Regions from separate parts of the Mus musculus genome. Here all the other regions are linked to region 2. The links are chromatin contacts, called in public HiChIP or PLAC-seq maps. All regions are on one chromosome and are shown on one strand. Each heading gives the region's core, a stretch centred on a gene start, on an enhancer-like site or on the middle of the called end of the contact. The rest is flanking DNA. Distances are from core to core; before and after follow the strand shown.

Region 1 (3,678 bases), core at 331-2,830, 150 kb before region 2:
TATCAAACAGAAGTGCAAATCAAAGCTCATTAGCTTTGCGGTTTTATTTTTCTAAGACATTTCATGCTGGGCTATATATTAGGCTTTATTTGTGGGCTGGCAGAGTGGAGAGATAAAGCGAATGTCACAGATGTTATATATTTGAATTTCTCTAAGCAGTTCGTCTAACGAGTTGAGATTTTCATTATAAAATTGGCGTGGATAAGAACCACAGTGGTAAGAATACAAGATCAGCTCATGCATTGGGCAATGAGTTATAGCAACAAGCTGGCTGTTTGTCTCAGAGGTGCAGAGTGGCAGCGGGGCCAGTGCATGGTCTTTCATCTTTATTCATAAGCTGGAAATGTAGGGAACTTTAATAAAGCTGCAGGTGCAGAGTCACAGCGGATTGACACGGAGGTAGAAAAGGAAAATGGGAGTTAGGGTAGAAATTGTAAGAATACAAAATCTGTCAATGTAGGGCAGAAGCATTTAGAAACCATTTAGCAGAAGGAAACAAAACAGAGCCCTGATGTTATATAGGAAGAAGTCACAGAAAATGGCTGTATTAACAAACAAAATCAAAACAAGGCCGACAGCACAGAAGAATCTGCTAGCTTGTCTTGGTCAGGGAACCCTAGGCTGACTCTCTAGCATAGACCACCTTCCTAGCACAATTATGGCAGTGGCCCACAGGGCCCACAAGGAGGCAACAGGACCTTCTATTCCTTTTGCTTTCCATTCCTAGAACCAGGGATCACCTACAAGGTGTTCGGTTCTTTAATGCCTTCACCTAGTCTAACAGTGTTTTGGGCTGGCATACGACAGGAAAGCATAGGTTTGAGATGAAAGAACAAGAAAAGTATGTGAGTGGGCACATACATTGAAAATAAAAATAAAAAGAACACACACCTTCTCTAATAGGTGACTCCACATTTGTTCTCAACTTTCTTAGAAAGGGGAAACAGAGAATTTGATTGGTCATTGCCTTCTGTTCTTGGAGGTAATTTATAAACACTTTGAGTTTCCCCTGGCTGAGTTACTCTTTTACTCAGTGGGCCCTCTGATTACAGTTGATTACTTATGATAAACAGATGACTCAGGATGATGGCTGGCTGGCTAAGCCAGAAAAACCAACTGTGTGATTAGTGGCTTGGGCAGCCAAGCCACATGACTCTTGGGTGTGGTCAGTGAATTAATCAATCGTTGTACTCCGACCAATCCTCGAGGGAGATTTCCTGGTCAGCCCACACACACAGTATTCACATACACAGATAGATGCACTGGGAGGGTAACACCTCTCACGGGACAGTGAGAGCTCTGAAGTAGGGTGGGCAATGCTTCATTAATCAGTCAGGGTGAGCACTTGTCTCATTTCTGCTAGGATGAGGGAAGCCTGGAGAGAGTCTCTTCAAATCAGGAAACAGACAGACAAACAAAACAACCAACATAAAGCAAAACAAAATCCACCACAAACAAAAAACTACCCAACCCAACCCAATGAAACCAAAAAGATCTGACTTGTTTTGAGTCCAAGAAGCAGACTCCATAACCAAGCAGATACACTGAACTGCAAAGGTGATAGATGAATCTGTCCCCAGGAGAGAAGAACCAGGGACCACTTCCTCTTTGGCCATACATGGGAGTAAAAGGATATGGCTGAAATTGTAATGAATTCTTGTTTTGTTTTGTTTTTTTAAATAACTTAATTGCTATCTATTTTCATAAATGTGAGGTATTTCAAAGTGCTGTAAGGTGCCACACCAAATATATACATCTTGATGAAATTCAGAACTTTGACATTTTACTCAGTTCTATGCACCAAACATGAACAAATATAGTAACAAGGAAGAAAGAGGCTAGGAAAAAGGAAGTATATATATATATATTTTTTTTCTTTATAAATGTTTCTTAGTTTAAAAACTGATTAAAGTGATATCTACTGGAAACCTCCATAACTAATTTTCATATGAAAATATAAGTATCAAAATTAGTTATATTATACTGGCAGTGTAGGAATTAAGACAGTACATAACAGATTAACAATATATTTGTATACAATCTATGCTCCTCAAGCATAGAGGTATTCTTTCAGTACTTAGGTGTAAGCATCTAGTCTAATACTGGCTGCAAGAGCCACCCAAGACTTACACAGAAGGTGGTGTTTATTTCATACGAGTGCTCCCAGGGCATCAAATGGCAAACCCTCTTCTGTGGCATTTGCTAGGACTTAAGCACCATTGTAAAAAGTAGGAAAGGCTCTTTGTGGAAACTTGGACCAGAACAAGGTGACTTCACAGTCTCCTGAGGCCCCCAACTGTCCTGAATGCCCATGGACGTTACCAGGTGGGACTCCTAGATAGAGTAGTGCCACTCTTCCACATGTTTGCCTAAGTACTCTCTAAGTACTGGTGGTGTGGAAAGGAGATGTGAAGAAAAGCCGTCTTCTAGTGAAAAGGCCCCAATCTAGTTGGCTTCCTGACACCATTCTCTGGCATCTAAAGCAGAAACTCTAAGCTATTAGGAGAAAGACAAAACCAACACAGAACATGGGTCTGCTACTGCTCAGGCAGCGGAGAAGACTACAGAGGCATGGCCTACTATTCCTTAGTTTCCCCCTCTAAAAGGTTACTGGAATACATAATGTTTGGTGGTGTAGGAGCCACATACAACACAGGCTGGAAAGAACTAATCTGTAGTTTGGCAAAACAACTTTGGTTATATACTCTTCTTAAAATGTTCAAGAAAATAATACATATGTTATTTGTTTTAGATAATTCTATTATTTAAAAATTATATCTTTAAGATACTTCTAAATGAGGATCTTTTATTTTCAAAGGTAGAAAATCGGTTTGCCCACTGCATGGTTGACGGCTGAGTGTAAGAGGGCAGCGGTGGGTTAGGGTGCATTGGCTCCTCTAGCATGTCCACGGATCAGAGCAGGCCCTGATAGGATCTTCTTTGTGTTTATATCAGGACTAGCAAAAGAGATACAAGAGAAAGGTGGGTTCCCAGCACCCACATGGAAGCTCACCACTGTCTGTAACTCCAGCTCCAGGGCTCCAATGCCACCTGATGGTCTTCAGGAGCATCATACATGCATGTGGTACACATGACTACATGATAAGTAACACGCACACACATAAAATAAAAACAAATGCGTCGGAAAAATAACAAGAACAAAAAAAGGAATGCGAGGCTTTTCTTAAATATTCAGCCATTAATAAAAGTTCAGATGAGAGGATTGGTGAGATGGCTCAGCAAGTAAAGGGGCTTGCCACCAAGCCTGAAGACCCTAGTTCAATTCCTGGGACCCACATGGTGTAAGGAGGAATCAACTTCCAAAACGCATCCCCTGACCTCCACATATGAGTACAATGCATGCCTCATCCCAGTAAATACGTGAATGTGAAACACATGCATGCAGTCCAGGATAGAAAATACTGTAGTTTGGAAGTGCTCTGAAAGGCACATGCACTGAAGGCTTACTCCCCAAATGGTGGTGCTATTCTGGCACGTGCTAGAAACTTCAGGTGTTGGGGTTCTGGAGAAGCAGGCTCCCAGGGGATAGGCCCTTGATGCTATGTTGAACCTGGCTCCTTCCTGTATCTTGAGGTGGACAGCCTCCTCCTCCTCCTCCATTTCAATCCACTGCCATGACAGTCAACCTTGTCTCAGACCCAGCCAAAAGACCACGAA
Region 2 (3,981 bases), core at 1,280-3,779:
GCAATGTTTCTAGATGCCCAACATTGTATAAGCTGACTTGGATATGTTAAACATATGCTGACTATGGATAATGGGTGGTTTGTTGAGCTAGCTGGTGGTTGTGCTTTTGCATAAGATTAAAGTACATTGGCTAAAGAAATTACCTGAAGGATTCTATTAATGCACAGAATAATGGGTGCTTTGTATCTTTGTATAACATTTGACAATTTCATCAGACATTTTCACCTTTAACACAATATTTGTGTATTGATAATAATGTGAAACTACTTATTTAAAAAATATATGTCAGTTCCAAAGAATCAGATTTTGGGGCTACAATGGCGGAAATGGGGAATGTGTGGTGCATTGTCACTCAGTTGAATCTGACTCTAGGTTTGTAATGATGGTGAATGTAGAAATGGTACTTTAAGAAAGCTGAATCATTTTAGATTCTGGGAAGACATTTGTGGTAGGGCTATTACCACTCAAAGAAGGAGCCCACAGTTGGAGGGCCAGGCTCTCCAAATTCTGTTTGTGGTGGTGGTGGGGACCTATTCATTGTCGATAACCTCTCACTGAAATGTGACTTTCCTCAGTTTTACATGATGACAGCAAATCATGCTAGTATTTAGTATGTGAAATCATAGTACTTTTGAAATTTGCAATTCGTCCCTATAAGTTCTGCAAGTCAGCAGAGAAGCTCAAATATAACTATTTTGTAGTTTTCTTAATATTTTGATAGCTGTGTTTTATTTTGATTTTTTTTAAATGATTCTATAGCTTTTATGCTTTAAACAAACACGAAGACCTCAGCAGACAGATGAAGGGGATCTTGAGGGCAATATAAACTATTAAGGACCCCGTCTGTAAATCTGCTCAGTATTAGTGGGGCTCTTAGCTGTTTCTCTGGTACCGTCTCTGTCATGCCCTCCCTGTGCACTCTGGGGAGCAGGGGTGTGCTTCTGTGTGGCCGTGGATCATTTTGAGATGGAACTGGGCTATACTGCAGAAATGAAACGGCTTTGGTTATTTTTGTCTGTCGTTTTCACATCTTAAAGCTCTTTAGCTTTTCCGTGGCTCTCGTACAACACTGTCTCAGACAGACTTCCAGTGAAAAATGTTGATTCAGCCACAGTTTACTCGAAAGCTCGATGTTGTGAAAGTAAGGCGCAGAAAGCAGAGAACCCAGTGTCTGGAAGTGTGTTAGAGAGGCTGAGCATGTGCCCAGGAGCAGTGAGAGGCCCAAGGGAGAGCAGCCTGGGCGGCTAAACGGAGGAAGAGAAGGAGTGAGTCTGGTCGCATAAGCAGAAGATGGGGGAGTAATTAAATTGAGGCTTCCAAGCCTCTCTGGATGGAGGCTTCTGTTTATCAAAAGGTGCTTTCGCTCCTGGGAACTGTTCCTGTGTAGTTAAGGAAAGTGTTTTCACCCGCGTCTCCAACCTCTTCAATTCAGCACAGAGCTTTTGGCAATCAGGGCATGTCTCCTGGATTGAATCCTTGTCTTGGTTAGAGTTGTAGGCAGGATTTTCAGTGTGGGATGACTAGACGTTATAGTATTATGGTCGCTCATAGACATACCTGTGAGGGTATATTTGAGGGCATTTGGAGCAAAAGGGAAAAATATTTGCCATGAAAGTATGCTTAGGTGAATATCTTTTTACGGTAGAGTGTTGATTACTAAACCAAGGGGAAACGTAGAAAACGTATCTGGGCAGAATGGAAGTGGGATGCTTGTGCTGCTGTAGCCGAGCAATGTGTGCTTATAATGCAGTTCTAAAGAGTTTGGGAAGGGTAGCCTTAGTGAATAATAGACCATGTGAATCGTCATCTTCTTTCTTCTTAAAATTACATTCACTTCCCATGTATGTATGTATGTGGCAGTCAGAGAAGACCTTGTGGGAGTTGGTTCTCTTCTCTACTGTGTGTGTTCTGGGGATGGAATGTAGGACCTCTGGCTTGGCAGCAAGCACCTTTATTGAGGAACTCTCTCTGGACCTGAAGTAGAGCCTTGGTGTCCAGTATTGTGGTGCATGCTTACAATACCAATACTTAGGAGATAGTGGCAGCTTAGACGCTAGCTTGGGATACATGATGCTATGTCCTCCCAAACCAATATACCAAATACCAATACTTAGGAGATAGTGGCAGCTTAGACGCTAGCTTGCGATACATGATGCTATGTCCTCCCAAACCAAAACTCAGACCTGGCTAAAATGCATTGCTTATCCATGTGTGTTTCTAAAGAGTATCTTCAACTTGAATCCCATGTTATTTAAACTAGGGATACAACCATATGTATAAACATTATTAAACAAGAAGGAGCTGTCTTTATACTTTAATAACTGAGTGTGTTGTTTACTGTATGTTATTAAGAGTTCTGCTTTGTTAAAATACATATATTTCCATTATATATCATTTGTGAATTGATGTATTTGGAACTTTTAAGAGATAATTCTTCTCCTATTATTTATTTAATAACTCAGAGAACCCAGGCCTCTGTCAGAGCAGTCGGTGCCCTTAAGCACTGAGTCATCTCCCCAGCCCCGAGTCTGTTTATTTATTTTGTCTTCTAAGTAGCTAAGTTCTGTGACTTGAGTGCTGTGGCCTGGACTTGAGAAGTCAGACCAAAATATCATTTCCATGCAAAAATCCTCCTCTTGAGTATATTTCTGTCTAGAGGTACACAGACCAGGGCTTACTACGGTAATGATGAAATTGGGTGAGCCTGAAGGAAATATAAAAACCCTGCTTAATGATCCAGTTCGGTTTTTATACAGATTAACTGTCATTAAGAGAGGAATGGCCTGCCGGTCTGGGTTCCTCGTTCTCTGAATAGATAGCTCTGGCACTATAAACCGGGAATATCTCTGAATGTACAACACTGTAGTTGTTGTAAGCCCCGAGGCCCCATCCCGGAATGACAGATGCTTGCATGTCATTCAGTTTTATGTGTGCTAAACTAATCTCAGTGCAGTATGGGAGTGTGTTAGTGTGTGTATGTTCATATGTTAAGAGGTTTTAGCATCCCGAGTAATGAGACATGGACAGTTAAAACCCCAGGCGCTGCTCAGGGATGTGTTGAGTGGCAACAGCCTCTGTCTGAACTCTCCTGATCCCAGGCCCTTCTCCAACTGGATTCACCTTTTCTTTCTGCAAAGCTTGCCTGTGATCTCTTCTCTGTGGTACCCGAATCCTTGACAGTTCTCCAAGTCTCTGCCTTGGAGCAACCTTGGCCTGAGTCCTTTTCACAGTGGAGATTTTGCTTCCTTTTCCGGGGAACTGATCCCAGAAAAAGAAGCCCAGCTTTAAACACCAACACGTGTGTTATACCATGATAAGGAAAGAAAAGAAAAAACAGAATCCCATGTGACTTCTTAGGATGAGACCCTGTCCATCCCTCTCTGCAGTCTTTGAACTAGCCGTCCTAGTAGATTTCCTTGGGAATCCCACAAGTCTTATGTAGAGAGGAGGAGCGGCTAGCACGCTTTAGGGGCCTGGCATTTTGCTGGTGAGAGTGACTAGGGATGCCTCCGGTGGAAAGACAGTTGTTTGTAAATCCACTGTGTATTTTCTCAGCTGTGCTAGAAATCCTCGTGAGTGAGGACCAGATTATTAGCTTTGGCATCAAGGTTTCAAACCACACAGCCTTGATGCCACAGCCCTGACTCCTTGCTGACCTGGCATCCTGGAGAAGCGCCGGTCCTCTTGGACCTATCCCAGGCTGCAGCTGGGAACTGGGCGCCTAGTGCCATCTGCCTGGGCAAGTACGGAAATGCCAAATGGCCTGGCAGTTTTCAGTGTGGCCTTTGGATCCTCGCTGAGCCATATGGTGCTAAAATGTCAAACTGTTCCTGAGTGTGGGCCACCGTTGAAGAGGCTGGAGAGAGAAGGCACACTTCAGTTGCAAGGTCTGCTGAAGCTGTTTGTTGTCTGGCTGCTGGCTCATCACGGTTACTTTAACCGTCTTTTGTTGAGTAGGGCTTAGCTGATAGTGGTCTACCT
Region 3 (3,883 bases), core at 175-2,674, 130 kb after region 2:
TCACTTGGGATGCTGAGGGGAAAGGATTGCAAAGTTCAAAGCCAACCTGGATAGCATAGTGAATTCCTTGCTGGTTGGTCTGTGGTGTGAGACCATGTCTCACAAACAATAGCCAAATAACAACATCATAGGTGCTTGTCTTAGTCAGGGTTTGTATTCCTGCACAAAACATCACGACCAAGAAGCAAGTTGGGAAGGAAAAGGATTAATTCAGCTTACACTTCCACATTGCTGTTCATTACCAAAGGAAGTCAGGACAGGAACTTGGGGGCAGGAGTTGATGCAGAGGCCATGGAGGGGGCTGCTTACTGTATTGTTTCCTCTGGTTTGCTTAGCTTGCTTTCTTATAGAACCCAGGACCACCAGCCCAGGGATGGCACCACCCACAAGGAGCCCTCCGGCCCTTGATCACTAATTGAAAAAAATGTCTTACAGCTGGATCTCATGGAGGCATTGCCTCAAGGGAGGCTCCTTTCTCTGTGATAACTCCAGCTGGTGTCAAGTTGACACACAAAACCTGCCAGTACAGTGCTGTTTTCCCCTCTTTTTTAAAGCACAGTTTTTATGTAGAATTATTGGATTTTTTATTTTCTGATTTATTAAAAGCATACGTGTTTAGATGGCCAAAGTGGTGGCCCATAGCTGTACATCAGCTTTGAGAAAGCATAGCTGTAAGACAGCCAAAAGTTTAAGGTCAGCCTGCTCTAGATAATAAATTTCAGGTTAGACAAGGTTACACTGCAAGACTCTGTTTGCAGAGATAAACAAAAAGAATGTATTTACTGAGTGAGATTTGATTTTTTTTTCAATTATATTTACAAAAAAATCTCTAAAAGTGCAATGGTTGTAACTGGTATTAGAAAATAATGATTCATGCTGCATTGCATTTTATTTAGCCCATAGAATGTACTGATGTTTTTCTATTCCTGATATTGTCATGGTTGTAACTGTTTAATACATCCTTCTTATGAACAACTGGCTTTAAGAGATAGCTAGAAACATAACCTTCATGTTTTCTCTTCCAGGGTATATTTCCTTCCAGCTATGTTCACTTGAAAAATGCCTGTGTAAAGAACAAAGGGTAAGAATGAATTGCATTCATAGTTGGAAGATTTTGCCACAGCCGCTGTCTTGGAATTGAAAGGCTTAGTAATTGTATTACTAAAGCAACTACAGAAGAGCGAACCGTGGCCCTTGTTGTTTGATAAGGAGATACTATGGCAGCAAATAGAGACAATTAAGGAACTCATTTCTGAGTGCTGAGCCACAGGAGCATGCTAGGGTATTATGGCCTCTCATTGTCTACCAGTTGTGAAACTTGTTTAATCTTAAGCAGAGAAATTGGTTCTTCTTGGTTTCCTGCTGTTTAGAGAATCATGCCAGGCAGAGTCCCTAACATGGTGAGTCATGTAGCCTCAGTGCCCAGAACTTCCTTAATTTACTACTGGTTATAGAGAAGGGAAGCCTGTGGCCAGCAGGGTGTGGGGGAGACAGAGTACTTCCTGGGCAAGCCCAACAACCTGAGCTTGAGCTTGCAAAGCCACACAAAGGTAGAAGACAACGGACTGCACAGAGCTGTCCCCTGACCCCTGTATGTGTGCCACAGCACTTGTATGACCTACACACATTGTATACACACAGGAATAACAAATAAAAAGAAAGCTGGCTGTGGTAGTTCATATTTAACTCCAGCACTTAGAAGACAGAGTCAGGCAGGTCTCTGTGAGTTCGAGGCTCACCAGGTCTACACAGTGAGTTCCATGCCAGGCAAGGCCATAAGACTCTGTCTCAAAGCGTAAGGACAGGAAAAGCCCATCTATTCTCTGAAGTGAGTATAACACTAGGTCCTTGTGTAACTTCATATATTATTTCTCTATTTGACCTACGGTCACGTCCTGTCACAGATTGCCACAAATCTGGTCTAACACAAAAGTCATAAACTCAATTAAAATCTATGTATTAAAAAAAACTGTTTGTGTATTTCTCCAGCATGATATTTAGATAACTAGCTTCACAAACAGAACATGTGACATGTCTGACTGATATATTGCATGGATGTCATTGATCACCAAGGACTTCTTAAGTATTTATAATATGTTACAGTCTGCTTCTAAATGGACTGGAATCAGCCGTTAGAATAATGTGTATCAAATAAGTTTCTACAGAATATCACAATAGAACTTGCCTGGTGTTGTGTACTTAGCACATAAGTAAATGATTGTTGTTAAGGTAGATTTTGACACATGTATCTGATGGCAATGTCACAAGGAGCCATCTGTGAATTATAATTGTAATTTTCATTTTATGGCCAAAATATACAGGCTCTGTGATAGAAATTACATATTTATGCAAATAGCAGTAAATAGCAACTTTTTATTTCAGCAACAAAAGCATAGTAGATAATATATTTAAATTTTAATTTCACCAAAAAGTTTGCATAGATATTAGTCAAATGGATGGTTTTTACATTCATCTTCTATAAAACATTCAATGAACAAACATGAGCAAGTCCATATGGTACAAACACCTTGGGTTTCTCTATTTGGATAAATGTTAAATGGCCTACTGTAATAACAGTGTGCTGTATGTCATTTATTTTAATACTTTGAAAAACTTTAGTAGTTTTACAATATAGAAGACTTATGGTACAACTTTAGTGTACTGCTGATTTTTCTGTGAGGGTTTCACTTAGCATCCTAAGTTGTTTTCCATTTTATTTCAGTTTTGGTTGTCTTTAATGATTCTGTTTCTTTGTTAAAGTCTACTTTCATGTCTTGGATGTTTTCTTTCAATGGTTTGTGTCATCACAGTCTTCATTAAGATAAATTGTTTCTTACCCTGATTAAGGTCCTTGAACATATTCCTAGTAGTTATTTTGTAGTCCTTGTCTTGTGCTTTGGCTCTATTGCTTTCCCCAGGACCTGTTATGGTAGGCTGCTGTCCTCCAGAGGAGGCACATTGTCTTAGTCTAAGCCACCCTTTCAGGTGCCATCTGAACAAGTCCCTGCTGCCTTTACCTGAAGCCAGTCTGGCTCTCCTGACTCTTGCAACAGCCACCCATCCTCCATCCTACCTTGTGATCAAGGATGAAAGAGCTCAAAGGCTCCTGTAGTTTCTTAGTTTCATTTCTTTTGCTGTGATAAAATTCCTTGACAAAGCAATCTAAGAGGGAAAGAGATTCTTTTAGTTAAGAATTCCAAGTGAACTCCATCCACATGGGTAAGTTGGATCCGTTTATCAGGAGCTTTAAGGCAGCTAGTCATATTATACCTTCAGCAGGGAACAGCTTAGTAAAACATGCCTTATGCTTAGCTTTCTCACTGTTTAATACTGTATAGGATGCAAAGTGAGGTAATGGTTCAGTCCACTCTTAAACTGGATTTTCCCACATCAATTAACATAGTAAAGACAATGTCCACCTCTGCCCCCATCGCCCAGACATATTTACAAGCTGACCTGACCTTGATAGTCCCACCTGGATACTCTTATCTCAGGTGATTCTGGGTTGTGTCCTGCTGACAATGAACTGTGGCAGTGCATGAAGTTCAATGAAGTGTGGCATGGGACATGGTTTTAAAATAAATACATTCCTTTTTTTTCTTTTCTTTTCTTTTTTTTTTTTTTTTTTTTTTAGTTTTTAAAGCTTATCTTATGTGTATGTGTGTTTGTCTGTATGTATGTCTGTGCACCATATGTCTTATGGGTGCCTCGGGTACCTGGATTGAGTGTCTGGTGCTCTGAACTTGAAGTTATGGAATGGCTGTGAGCCACTATGTGGTTACTGGGTATAGAACCTGTGTCCTATGTAATTGTAACCAGAGCTCTTAACTGTTGATCCAAATCTTCAGCCTTACTCATATTTTTGGGATTGTTTTTCCTGGTG

What was found. HiChIP or PLAC-seq counts read pairs in DNA pulled down with a chosen protein or histone mark.
Region 1: a contact with region 2 is called in a FOXA1 HiChIP or PLAC-seq map of pancreatic cancer cells. The contact joins two enhancer-like sites. A contact is called at or near these places in 1 of 484 Hi-C or Micro-C datasets (the N1E-115 cell line), 1 of 115 datasets of contacts at active chromatin or transcription factors (pancreatic cancer cells) and 1 of 9 other capture datasets (adipose tissue).
Region 3: an HNF4G HiChIP or PLAC-seq map of pancreatic cancer cells shows a contact between it and region 2. The contact joins two enhancer-like sites. A contact is called at or near these places in 1 of 484 Hi-C or Micro-C datasets (nephron progenitors) and 1 of 115 datasets of contacts at active chromatin or transcription factors (pancreatic cancer cells).

The regions. Positions count from the first base shown.
Region 1 is chr12:40,347,266-40,350,943 of GRCm38.p6, forward strand. All of the region lies in intron 4 of Zfp277 (zinc finger protein 277), which reads right to left. Among named protein-coding and RNA genes, the nearest start is that of Gm40406, 97 kb to the right of the region's middle. Within about 2 kb of position 1,581, at least 32 of the 459 cell types and tissues checked have an H3K27ac peak or open chromatin away from gene starts, as enhancers often do. A contact at or near this core is called in the N1E-115 cell line and pancreatic cancer cells, where this site is marked.
Region 2 is chr12:40,495,417-40,499,397 of GRCm38.p6, forward strand. All of the region lies in intron 1 of Dock4 (dedicator of cytokinesis 4), which reads left to right. Among named protein-coding and RNA genes, the nearest start is that of Dock4, 51 kb to the left of the region's middle. Within about 2 kb of position 2,530, at least 25 of the 459 cell types and tissues checked have an H3K27ac peak or open chromatin away from gene starts, as enhancers often do. A contact at or near this core is called in the N1E-115 cell line and pancreatic cancer cells, where this site is marked.
Region 3 is chr12:40,625,312-40,629,194 of GRCm38.p6, forward strand. Dock4 (dedicator of cytokinesis 4) reads left to right here. Exons shown (of 53, transcript NM_172803.2): 4 at 1,026-1,081. Among named protein-coding and RNA genes, the nearest start is that of Dock4, 180 kb to the left of the region's middle. Within about 2 kb of position 1,425, at least 59 of the 459 cell types and tissues checked have an H3K27ac peak or open chromatin away from gene starts, as enhancers often do. A contact at or near this core is called in pancreatic cancer cells, where this site is marked.